Linked DNA regions of Mus musculus: regions 1 and 3 are each linked to region 2. A link is a contact called in public promoter capture Hi-C data. All regions are on one chromosome and are shown on one strand. The core of a region is the stretch at or near the end of the contact, and the rest is flanking DNA. Distances in the headings are between cores, read along the strand shown. Region 1 holds the start of Slc28a1 (solute carrier family 28 (sodium-coupled nucleoside transporter), member 1). Region 2 holds the start of Arpin (actin-related protein 2/3 complex inhibitor). Region 3 holds the start of Zfp592 (zinc finger protein 592).

Region 1 (3,606 bases), core at 436-2,935, 1.2 Mb before region 2:
TAAAGCCGACAGGGAGCAGTCAGGGTCAGCCTTCCCACCAAGGGACAACTATGGCTGAAGAGCACGGAGATAAGGAAGACCCTGGCAGCCCCATGCACACACAAGCACCTCATGAGAAGACTGAGATAGAGACTGGACTGCTGCATGGGAAATGGGGTGCCTCTTAATTAAATTCTTCAATGCATGCATTGAGCATCTACTATGTACAGACATATCCTGCCTCAGCATTTCACTCTGGCTTCCTGGAGACCCGAAGGAAACCCTTAAGGAAGATCCCAGGCAGGCCCGCCCCACTGCATGACTCCAGGGCACTTCTTACTGCACTGTCCAAGTAGGGGGCTAGGGGGCACTTGGTAAAGAAGAGGGAGCCTTGTTAGGGAAGGGAGGGAGGGCAGAAGGTATCATGTCAAGCTTTTCAGTCCTCTGCTTGGCCTTTGGGGAGCCAAGACAAGATGGCAAGTTCTTTAAATGCCAAGGACACCCCACCCCATCATCTGCTTCCCCTCTCATCTTGTAGACCAGATGTTCTTCCCTCCTGGGACCTTTGCTGACAGCACACAGTGGGTACATCACACAGTGGGTACTCAGAACATGTTTAAGGGGTGAAATAAAGGGGGTGCTTTGTGCTGGGGAGGTACTACACAAGCAGAGCTCAGAGCACAGAGTGAAACACACAGTCCCCCAGCCCATAGCTGCCAGTCAAGCTGAGGGGCCCTCCCACTATGAGCTGCTAGTCAAACTGAGCCACCCCACCTAGTGAGATGCCAATCAAGCTGAGCCCCACACCACCCCACACCCCTGTGAGATGCCAGTCAGGCTGAGGAGGTGCTATAGGGGAAGAGGACAGACCATTATTTCCAGGAACTCGGCCCCCATGTTCTCCAGGCCATGGGCCACAGGTGTGAGGGAAATGGACTCTCGTTGCCTCGGTGTGTCGTCTGCCATGTGCTAGGCTCTTCAGCTGAAAGACAAAGATGTCACAGAGGGTCCACAGCCGAAAGGAGGGCCAGGAGAGAGAAAAGGAACCAGAGAGGGAGGGCGAGGGGGAGGGGAAAGGGAGAGGGAGAGAGAAGGGGAGAGTGGGAGAGACACCCTTTCTGCCCTCTCTCCTGATCCTGGGAGATGCAAGTCCTTGTAAGCTCCAACAGTGAACTGTCCCTTAGTCACCAGTCACCAGGAAGGGAAAGAGGGGATGGCGTAGGCACTGGTGTGGGCACGGCTCAGAAAAGAGCCCTTAGTTATCTTTACTTCCTACAACCGGTGAAAATCATTGGCAGGGGAGGAAGTGCTCATTTCATCCATCTTGAAGCCAGCGCTACCCAGGACTGTTCCACTCAAAACCGAACATTCCTCATTCTCAGTGAAGCTGCTTTTAGATGTTAGCTCACCTGCAAATGAGAGCCCAAACTCCCGTTTCCCCACTGCGGTCCCTCTCTTGCCCACACCTTAGGCCTTCCCTACTCAACAGCAGCTGGCTAAGCAGATCTTCCCCAGACACAGACCCTCAGAGGGCATGTGGAGCATGCAGCCAGGGCTGGGGGATGCCTGCTACCTGGGCACTCGCATTCACTGCTGTACGGAGAGGAGAGGAGCCCACACTACTCACAGATTTGTAGTGAGAAGGCAGCGTCAGGAGGGATTGACTGTTAAGAACTGACTGACTGAAGCACAGGTTGCTGTGGGAGGGCTGGGTCCAACCTGCTTGGGCTTTGGCCTGTTCACTTCTGTGGAAATTCCTGGGCAGAGTCCAAAACTGAAGTAGGTTGGGCTTCCCCAGAGCTCAGGGCCACCGCAGGGGCGGGGACCCCAGCCTGTTTCAGAAAAAGCATGATGGGGTAGCCTGGCTCACTCAAGCCGGGTCCTCTGTGGTCCTGCCCTCTGTCTGCTGCCCTTTCCCAAACCAACCTCTTCCTGGCCTTGCTCCAGGACGCCTCCTTTGGGAAGCCACCTTGGTTACTCTCTCCCTCCTCTTTCTGTCAGCATCCTGGAAATGTGTCTTCGTGTTGTGGCTCAGCCTCCTTTTCTCACAGTATCGGCGACTCGTTTTCCAAAACTAGAAGATATTGAAAGCGCTGTCTTTATCACAAACAGGTGGTGGCTCGGGGCTAAGCATCACACAGTCGCAGAAACAAGCCAAAATCACACCATTTCCTTCTCCCCTTTCTTCCTAGAGTGACACCCGAGTTACACGTGCAAAGTTGGGGGACAACACTTTCATCTACAGTCTTCAAACTAAATTTAAACTTACCTGACAGGATTTAATAATTGATGATGCACACTCTTTAATAATTAATTATCTTTTATGATACAAAAGATGCCTCACACAGAGGCATACACTGGCTGTTTTGGAAAAATGGAAAAGAAGAGGCTGGACATAAGTGGTACCCCCTGTTCTTAGAAACTATCTGTTTCTATTGGGGTTAGGAGAATATCGTCTCATCTAACCCAGCCTGACTTTGAACCTGCTATGTAGCCGAAGTTAGCCCTAAACACCCAATCCTCTGGCCTCCACATGTCCAATACTGGGATTCCAGGTGTGCATCTCCACACCCCTGGTCATGCGGAATGAAGCATGAAGGTGTTATAGAAATATACAGAGCCTAAGAATTTTTCTTATTTCCCCTTAAGTATACACTATTTTGTTATTCATTTTCCAATAGGAAATTGTACTGTTGCAGGGTTTTCACAACTTGCTTATCTGAATATACATATACACACACATACACATGGACACATACCTATATTGTATCTGGAGATACATATACACACACATGGACACATACCTATATTGTATCTGGAGATACATATACACACACATGGATACATACGTATATTGTATCTGGAGATACATATACGCACACATGGACACATACGTATATTGTATCTCGAGATACAATACCCACTGTCAGGTCACTGGTCCCCTTGATCATAAGATAAATGTTTACCTTGAGCAAGACTGGGATGGGGCCAGAGCAGATACTGAAGGAGCCCCCCTCAGCCTCAATGAAGGGAAAGGACCTTATCCGCTTTGATGCCTCTGTTCTCAGTGGCTCCTCTTGTGCGTGCGCGCGCGCACACAAACACACACACACACACACACACACACACACACACACACACACTGCTCTTTCTTCCTCTTGGTGCCCAGAAGCCGGCAGAGGCTCACTGAGAGAGCAAGCTACTTCACAGCCTTCCTTACAGCAGCTTCAGAGGCTCTGGCCTTCTAAACAAGGATGAACCTTGAGCTGGGAGCCCAAAGATCTCGATTCACCCTGGACTCTTAAACTAACTTATTCCCTAATCTGTGGACTGCCGAGGGTGGGCTCCCTGCCAAGCTGGAAGCTGCCTTTGATGTCTTAGCACCCTGCTCCCCACTTACGGCCCAGGGTGCCCTGTGCCCTTCCCAGGCTGCTCCCCTCAGGGCTGGAGTGGCCATCAGGGATCTCACCCAGGAAGTCAAATCTCTCTGGGGCACAGGGGCTTGGGAGACTGAGAGATTGGGATGCAGACCACAGGGATGGACAGAGAGCTGGAGGTGGGGTGGGTGTCCTGCTTCTGACTCGTCCCTTACTGCCTCACTGGCCCCCTCTGCTGCTCTCTTGTTTG
Region 2 (3,584 bases), core at 865-3,364:
GTGACAAACTGCCCGGCCTGGTGGCACACACTTTTAATCCCAACACTCGAGGGGCAGAGGAAGGTGAATCTCTATGAGTTCCAGGCCAGCCTGGTCTACATAGTAAGTTCCAGGCTGGCCAAGGCTATTTAGTGAGACCTTGTCTCCAAACAAAAGACAACAACAAGAACAGCAAAACCAACCAACCAACCAATCAAAAAACAAAACAAACAAACAAACAAACAAAACCTAGAAACCACCATCAACACAAACAAATAACTCCCCCACCCCCACCCCATACATGACTAGTGGCTGAGGAAGTGAATTTTAATGTGCAAATTTACTTTTATTATTGTTTGGGAATTTTGAGGCAGACTCTCACAATGTAGCCCTGCTAGCCTGGTACCCACTATATAGTTCAAGCTTGTAAGCACTGGGATTACAGGCGTGGAGCCCTGTGACCAGCAAAGGAGAAGCCCTTTTTCTATATTATTTAGATTCTATCATCTATGGTTTAGACTGGGTATGCAGCTCCCTGGTTGAACACTTGTCTGGTGTTCACAAACACCCTGGGTTCTATTTTCGGCACTGTTAAAATACAATTTAAGTAGCTACGTATAGCGTCCACAGAGGGCATTGCACATTTAGAGCCTGTGCGAAGGGGCAGTGACCCAGGAAAGGGACAGAAGAGGAAGGAGGCAGAGGAGTCAGGTGCCTATGAGCCTAGGACTTGCCAGAGGACACAGAGGACAGTCCTCCCCAGAGGATTGTTGTCCTTCTTTCTGGGAATTACAGAGCTGCCTGACAGGTCCAACATAGGCTGGGGTTGACTAGTCACAGACATCCTGTCTAGGGTCTGTTACATTTTTAGGGATCCACAAAACTATATTTTTGGAGCTGAGGATGTGGCTTGAGAAGACTGTTTGCCTAACGTTCATAAAGTCCTGGATTGAACCCCCAGTACCAAATAATCCAGGTGCAGTGGGTGGCCCACACCTGTAATCCTGGTTCTTGGGGAAGTATTGTAAGGAGAAAGGGGTTTGAAGTTATCCTTGGCTACATAGCGAGTTCAAAGCCAGCCTGAGATACATAAAATAATGTCTTAAAAATATTTATATTTTGTTAAAAGAGGAAGGACCCTTAAAAATAAAGTGTCTGAGACCATTCTGTGGTGATACTATGTGGGAGAGAGAGCTCCTTCCAAAGCTAACAACTCACCCTGGACTCTCGGGTATCTTCATTGTGGCTGAGGCAGGGGCACACCTGGCACAACAGAATGTGGCCACCTGCGCCAGAATTTGGCACAAAGGAGCCAATAAAACAAGACGATTTCCCAATGATTTCCGGGTCGGAGGAGATTCCCGGGTGCAGGCTGAGAATAAAAGGCTTGCAGACACTCTGGAGCAAAGGGCACTGTGGGGCTAGAGAAGCGATCGATCCATCCGAATCCTTGAGAAGTGTGAGACAAAGTAATGAATGCTATGTCCACGAGACTAGGAGAGGGAGAGTTCTATCTTTACAAACCATTAGACACGTTTCTTTCTATTTTTGCTGAGCAAGAAGCGTAGGCTCATTAAAGGTTGAGGAACTTGCTGGGATTGCAGAGATTGAGGTTTCCCTTGCTGCAGATCTGACCTATCCCTACTCCGTCACACATTCTGGGAACTCCCCTAAGCCATTGCGGAACCACGGGGAGGTCCAAAAGGGCAGAGTCCATGGAGACCGCTCTGTGGTTCCTCGTTGCTGTCCCGTCTTCTCCCTTCCTGCTCCCTGAGAAAATGTCCTACCAGAACAGATCCCAAGAAAGATCTACTTTCCTAAGCTTCAAGGCCGCTTTTTTGTATATTGATGTGTTTTGAGACAGAATCTCTGTATAGTACAGATGGGGACCGAACTCTCGATCTTTCTGTCTTAGTCTATAAGGACATGAAGGACAGTGGTCATTCCAAAAGCCCCCTGTTACTGCACGAGGTCTGGCTGTCAGGAATGAGGCTCGGCCCCTTTAAGTCCCAACTGGGAACGCCTCGGACTAGCTTCCCGGATCTGTTAACCCGGGAAGCTGGTGCTGCAGCGACCTCCAAGCTCCTGTCCCCGAGGTGCCCCGCCCTACGCGCCGGTTGCTTCCTGGAGCCACAGGGCCTCGGCGTGGGGAAAATGAGCCGCATCTACCAGGATAGCGCCCTCCGCAACAAGGCCGTGCAGAGCGCGCGCCTGCCGGGAACCTGGGACCCTGCCACCCACCAAGGGTAGGATGTGCTCTGTCCATCCGGTTGCTGGCCAGAGATGGGTTGCACTTTCTTCCGCGGCTGACCAGGGGTGGGTTGTACTCTGTCCACCGGGCCAGGGACTCCGCTACTGGCCAGAGGTGGGCTGTGCTTCCCTCCCCTTCCCACATTGTTAGCCAGATGTGGACTGGGCAAGGGAACTGCCAGGATTGGCTGAGTCGGGGCCCTGGCCCCTACTATGGCCAGCCGTAGTGGCCTGGGAGCATCCCTGGGGCCTGGGCTCCCTGGAGCATCCCTGAGGCCTCTGTCGAACTCAAGATCTGAGTCCTGCTCAAAGATTGATGGGGGTTGGGGGTGTAGGGGACACTGGGGAGAGAAACTGGGGTTGCCAAAACCACCCCAGGCATCCAGCTGGCTCTTCCCAAGGTCCCTGGCCAACACACGCTGGGAAGACAGATAAACTTGAAATTCCCGCCTGCAAGAATATCCACTGGAGGGATGCCCAGACTCCCAAATGGAACTACAGAGGCGGTGCTGGGGTTCCCACTGACCTCCGTCTTTTCCCCACACCAGGGCTCTAAACTCTAGCCATCTGTCACACTGCATCACTGGTGACCAGTTTGTGGTGTGGCAGGAACAATAGAGGGAGGGTGGGAATATCCGGAGGGTAATAAGCAGGATGGACAATTTCATTTACAGTCAGAAACAACAAGAATTATTCTACATGAAAGAAGCCAGGCCCAGAAAACCAAAATATCGCGTCATCTAGGAAGTGGAATCTAAAGTCCAACTCATAAGGTCTCCAGTGGAGCAGGTTCAGTCAAAGGGGGAATAAGTTCTGAGGATATAATGTATACATAAATTTGGTGGTGTGAGTCATTATGCAATGTGTACATATCAAGTTTTCTTGATAAATGCCTTCGATATAACCTGTCTTTGTCAGTTAAATATTTTTGGAAATAATTTAAGAGTAATTAGAGGCAAGGAATCCTGACCCAGCCCTCTTCCACAGTCTGTCTTCTTAGACCCACCCTTTTCCCCAGGTTAATGGTTTCAAAGTGGAAAGTCCCCAGGTCCCCAGGTCCCAGGTTCCCCTTTTATAGAATGATAAGGAGCCAGTTCTGGTTCTGGTTCCACTCTGTGTGGGATGCCGTGATTTTGGGCTAATTCCCACATCTCAGAGTCTCTAATTTCCAGCTGTCTGGTGACAATAGCCATCTCCTTGATGACCATGTAGGTATGAATGGGAACAGGAGCATGGAGGTTCTTTAAAGTGGGCAAAGCCACGTCTCACCAGAGGACCTGGGTTCCATTCTTGGCACCCGCAGCAGGGGACTCAAAACTGCTTGTAAGTCCAGCTGTTGGGGATTTGGTTCCTTC
Region 3 (3,843 bases), core at 1,085-3,584, 1.1 Mb before region 2:
AATGTCCCCCCTACACCACAGGCCTGGGTGATCAGACAGGCCCAGCTCTCCACAGACCTTTATCTCCCCTCTCCCCTCTCTTTCTTCCTCTAGCCTCACGAACCTCTTTCACTTCCTCCAAGTTGCCAAACTGAGTGCTGCTCCCCACATGGTTAACGCTTAAGCCTTCTTTGGGTCATATGGTGCTTCTTCAGGGAAGGCTTCCCTGAGCCCCCAATTCAAATTATTCTCTTTCCTCATCTTTTTCCCCCTTGAACTCATCAGAGTTTATAAATTTGATGTTGCCATTTCCTTCAGAGTATTGTTCTAAAAACTACTCTGGGGCTAGGACTCAGAGGAGAGGCAGAGTCTGTGCTTAGCAAGACTCTTACTAAGGCTGGACTGATTTCCCCCACTGCAAAAACAAACCACCAACCTGCAGCACACACACACACACACACACACACAGAGAGAGAGAGAGAGAGAGAGAGAGAGAGAGAGAGCTGGCTCACACATAGAGCCCTTCTTAGGGCCTCTGCCATTGTAATATTAACTAAATCCTCACTGAGCCTAAGAGTGATGGTTATCCCAGCATTCAAGAGGCTGAGGCAGGAAGATCTAGATAGGCCAGTCAGGAAGACATAGTTAAACTGTATATACAAAGAATAAAACAAAAAACTGCCACCTCCCTTTGCCTCAGATTCAACTCTCTTTCTTTTCCTCTTCCCTGTTAGTATCTGGTTCTTTGTAACACACTCCGTGTTTACTAGACCCTGTCCTTACTGTCTTCCCACATGTTAGAAGGAAAGCTGTACAAGGACAGTTAGTTTTCATTGCTCGCCACATGGAAAACATGTATTTGTTGACAAATATTTTCTTATTTCTGGACTTTGTCTCTAGGTCAAGATCTCCCACACTAAAGTGGAGGTATCTTTCTGGTTGACACAGTATCTCCAAAACCTAGTTCTGTCATGGCGCATACTACAAATACTCAGAAAAAAAAATGTTTTCAGTTAGGCATGGTTGCCTGAAGTCCCAACTACGGGGGAGGTTTAAGACCGGAGCTTGGTGGCCAACCTGGTTAAAAGTGGAGATGGGGGGAGGGGTAATGAACCAAAGCCATCTTCAGTGGAGCTGTAGAAATGGTCCAAAAAAAAAAAAAAAAAAAAAAAAGCACCAGGCTCCTTTCTCTTTCCCACTGTAATGTACCTGTCAGTTTAGCAAATAGACTTCTGAAGTCCCACTCAGCACCCATCAGGCCAAGCACATTGTGTGCTCAGCCGGTGTACACCTGACACAATCACACTCTAGCTCCTACACGAGCACAGGCCACGGGCAAACCCTGGTCCAAACCCATTTTACCCACCCGAATCCCACTCTCCTAAAGCAGAAACTATCTAGGCTTGTCCTGGCTACAAAGCATGCTCCCTGGGTGGGCCTGTAGGTTGTTTCAACCCTGGACTTTTAATGTCACCTCTGGTCTGCTCGTAAAAATAGTTAAAAAAAAAAAAAAATACCTGACCACCTCCAATAATCTTAGGTTCTCAAGAGCAGGCATACCTAAGGTCATACGGACCCCTCCCCCTCACAAAAGCTGCTTCAAGGCCAGGAGGCCATCTGTCCAGCAGACGCTCTCCTGTCCTCCCCCTCCCCGGGTCACACGGAGCCTTTCCCCACTAGCCCCTCGGTTGGCAGGAAGAGACCCCGCAGAGAAATCAGTTCAAGCCTGATCAACAGGCCTGGTCACCCCCCCCTAAGCACCCCAACTCTGGAGGAGGAAGACTTGTCTGCCCCGGGAGAAGGAACCCCCGGGGTCAGAACTTGGGCGAGGCTGAGGGGGAGACTGAGGGGCGCCGAGGAGGGCCGATGTTCTAAGTGTCTGCCCAGTGACGGCGCCAGGTCCTCGCGCGGCGGGGACCGTGGAGCTGACAGGGCGTCCCAGCCTGGTGAAGTGCACCGTTATCCCTGCCTGGGCCGGGGGCTCGGCGGGCGGCCGCCTGTCGCGCGCGGGACGACAGCGGAGTGCCCGGGCCGCCCCGATCGGCGGGCGGCGGCGGCGGAAGGGGTCCGGGCCGGGGGCGGGGTAGGGTGGTGGCCAGGGCCCGCCTGGCGGCGATCGGGGGAAGTGGCTGCCGCCTGGGGCGGCGGGCAGGGTCCACCAGGCTGCAGGGCCGGGCCGCGGCGCGGGCAGAGCCCGCTCCTCTCAGACTCCCCTGCCCGAGCTGGAGCGGCCCGGATGGTGGCCTCGCCCCGTCCAGGCGGCGGGGGGCGCTTACCTGGCGGCGGCGGCGGCGGCGGCAGCGACAGGCCCCGGGCTCGGCCGCGCGCGTCCCCAGCGCCGGCTGCGGGAGCCACAACATGGCGACGGCGGTGGCGGGCGGGGCTGCGGCTCCGGGGGCGGAGCGGGGGCGGGAGCCGGGCTGGCGGCGGGACCTGGCTGAGGCCGCGGGTGGGAAGGGCGGGCGGAAGGCGACTCGGGCCTGGGCACCGGCCAGGGCGGTGCGGCTATAGAGCTGCCCCGGCCCGGCCCGGCCCGGCCTGGCCTGGCCCGGCCCCGCGCCTTCCGCCTCCCTCCCGCCTCAGGCTGGTGCGACCCTGGCTACGCTGACTCCGGGGAGGGGCGGGGCGAGGACGGCGCAGGCAGGACCGGGACTCCGACCTGGGCTGGCTCCCGCCGCCCTTGGCGCGGCCTCTCCCGGCCACCTGGGCCCGGGAAGCTCGGACGCGCCTCTGAGGCCTCGGTGCGGCCCAGGCCGCCTGCCGGAGGGACGCGTTGTACCTTCGCGGCTATGGGCCGACCGGACGCCGAGCGCCTCAAGAGCTCGGAAGAAGTCGTCTTCGCGGAGAGCTGGGCGAGTCGGGCCTAGGCAGCACTGCTAAGTGAAAGGAAGCAGGAGGGCAGTGGGCCTGGGCACTCAGGTGCGCCTTAAATGGCTACTCGTCGCAGGATGGAAGGACATGCTTGCGGGCGCGGGGCGCTCAGACGTGTTACCTCTGGGGGAGCCAAGGGACGCTCGGAGAGTGGAATGGAGGTGGAGGGGTTGGGGTGGAGGGAGCTGATAACCTCTCAGGGTGGACTGGCAATTCGCAGGCTCACCAGGGAGGCTGTGACTCCAGGGCAAGAACTCGGAGAGGCGGCCGACAAAAAAATTACCAAGTTGACCCGCAGGACTTTCCAAGAACCTGGAGTCCCTTGGGGACGCGATAGTAAGGCAGCAGGGTCGGACGGTGGGAACTGGCAGGCCAGTTCTGGTGCCAGGCAGGATTGCTAAGCATGAGCAAATTCCTCCCGAAGAAACCAGGAAAAAGCCCACACTTGGCAAAAGGGCCAGAGCTGACATTCAGCTGAGTCTGCTGTGTGCCAGGACCCGACAGAACCCAACACCTGCATGAGGAGTGCGGTAGTGATGAAGGAGTGAAGGCAGTTACGAGAAATTATTCTTTCCAGAAGTTTGGCAGGGAGAGGAAGGGAAAACTAGCCTCCATCTTAAGAAGGAGTAAAAAGAAAGGTTTGTTTCATTTGTTCCAGTTTGAGAGAGAGCGAGAGCTCAAGGAGCCAAAGACAGAGTCATTTATAGTTTATATCCCAGAAAGATGGGAAATGGGGAAGAGGAAGTCCAAGGAAAAGGCGTGTTGTCCAACAAGATTCGAAAGATGAATAAAGATAGAAATATTTGTCCCGTGCGGTAGTGCATGTGTGTAATCCCAGCTCTTGGGAGAATGAGGCAAGATGATTTTGAGTTCAAGAGCAGCTGGGGTTACACATTGAAAGACCGCCTTAAAAGCCAAGAAAGAAAGGATCTTGTTTATTTGAGGCAGGTTTTCTCTATGTGTAGCTCTGGCTGTCCTAGGACTTGCTCTGTA

The links. Promoter capture Hi-C pulls out the DNA fragments that hold promoters and counts their contacts.
Region 1: a promoter capture Hi-C map of liver shows a contact between it and region 2, with 4 times the contacts expected there. The contact joins the promoter of Slc28a1 here to the promoter of Arpin in region 2. A contact is called at or near these places in 2 of 39 promoter capture datasets (liver and pre-B cells) and 1 of 115 datasets of contacts at active chromatin or transcription factors (large pre-B cells).
Region 3: a contact with region 2 is called in a promoter capture Hi-C map of liver, with 2.8 times the contacts expected there. The contact joins the promoter of Zfp592 here to the promoter of Arpin in region 2. A contact is called at or near these places in 1 of 39 promoter capture datasets (liver), 1 of 115 datasets of contacts at active chromatin or transcription factors (large pre-B cells) and 1 of 9 other capture datasets (adipose tissue).

What each region holds. Positions count from the first base shown.
Region 1 is chr7:81,112,878-81,116,483 of GRCm38.p6, reverse strand. Slc28a1 (solute carrier family 28 (sodium-coupled nucleoside transporter), member 1) reads right to left here and starts at 1,685. Exons shown (of 18, transcript NM_001004184.3): 1 at 1,607-1,685; 2 at 850-961. The coding sequence starts at 945.
Region 2 is chr7:79,933,794-79,937,377 of GRCm38.p6, reverse strand. It overlaps Arpin (actin-related protein 2/3 complex inhibitor), which reads left to right and starts at 2,114. Exons shown (of 6, transcript NM_027420.4): 1 at 2,114-2,225. The coding sequence starts at 2,134. It overlaps Gm31966 (a long non-coding RNA gene), which reads right to left and starts at 1,939. Exons shown (of 3, transcript XR_391645.4): 1 at 1,198-1,939.
Region 3 is chr7:80,992,175-80,996,017 of GRCm38.p6, reverse strand. Zfp592 (zinc finger protein 592) reads right to left here and starts at 2,334. Exons shown (of 10, transcript NM_178707.4): 1 at 2,256-2,334.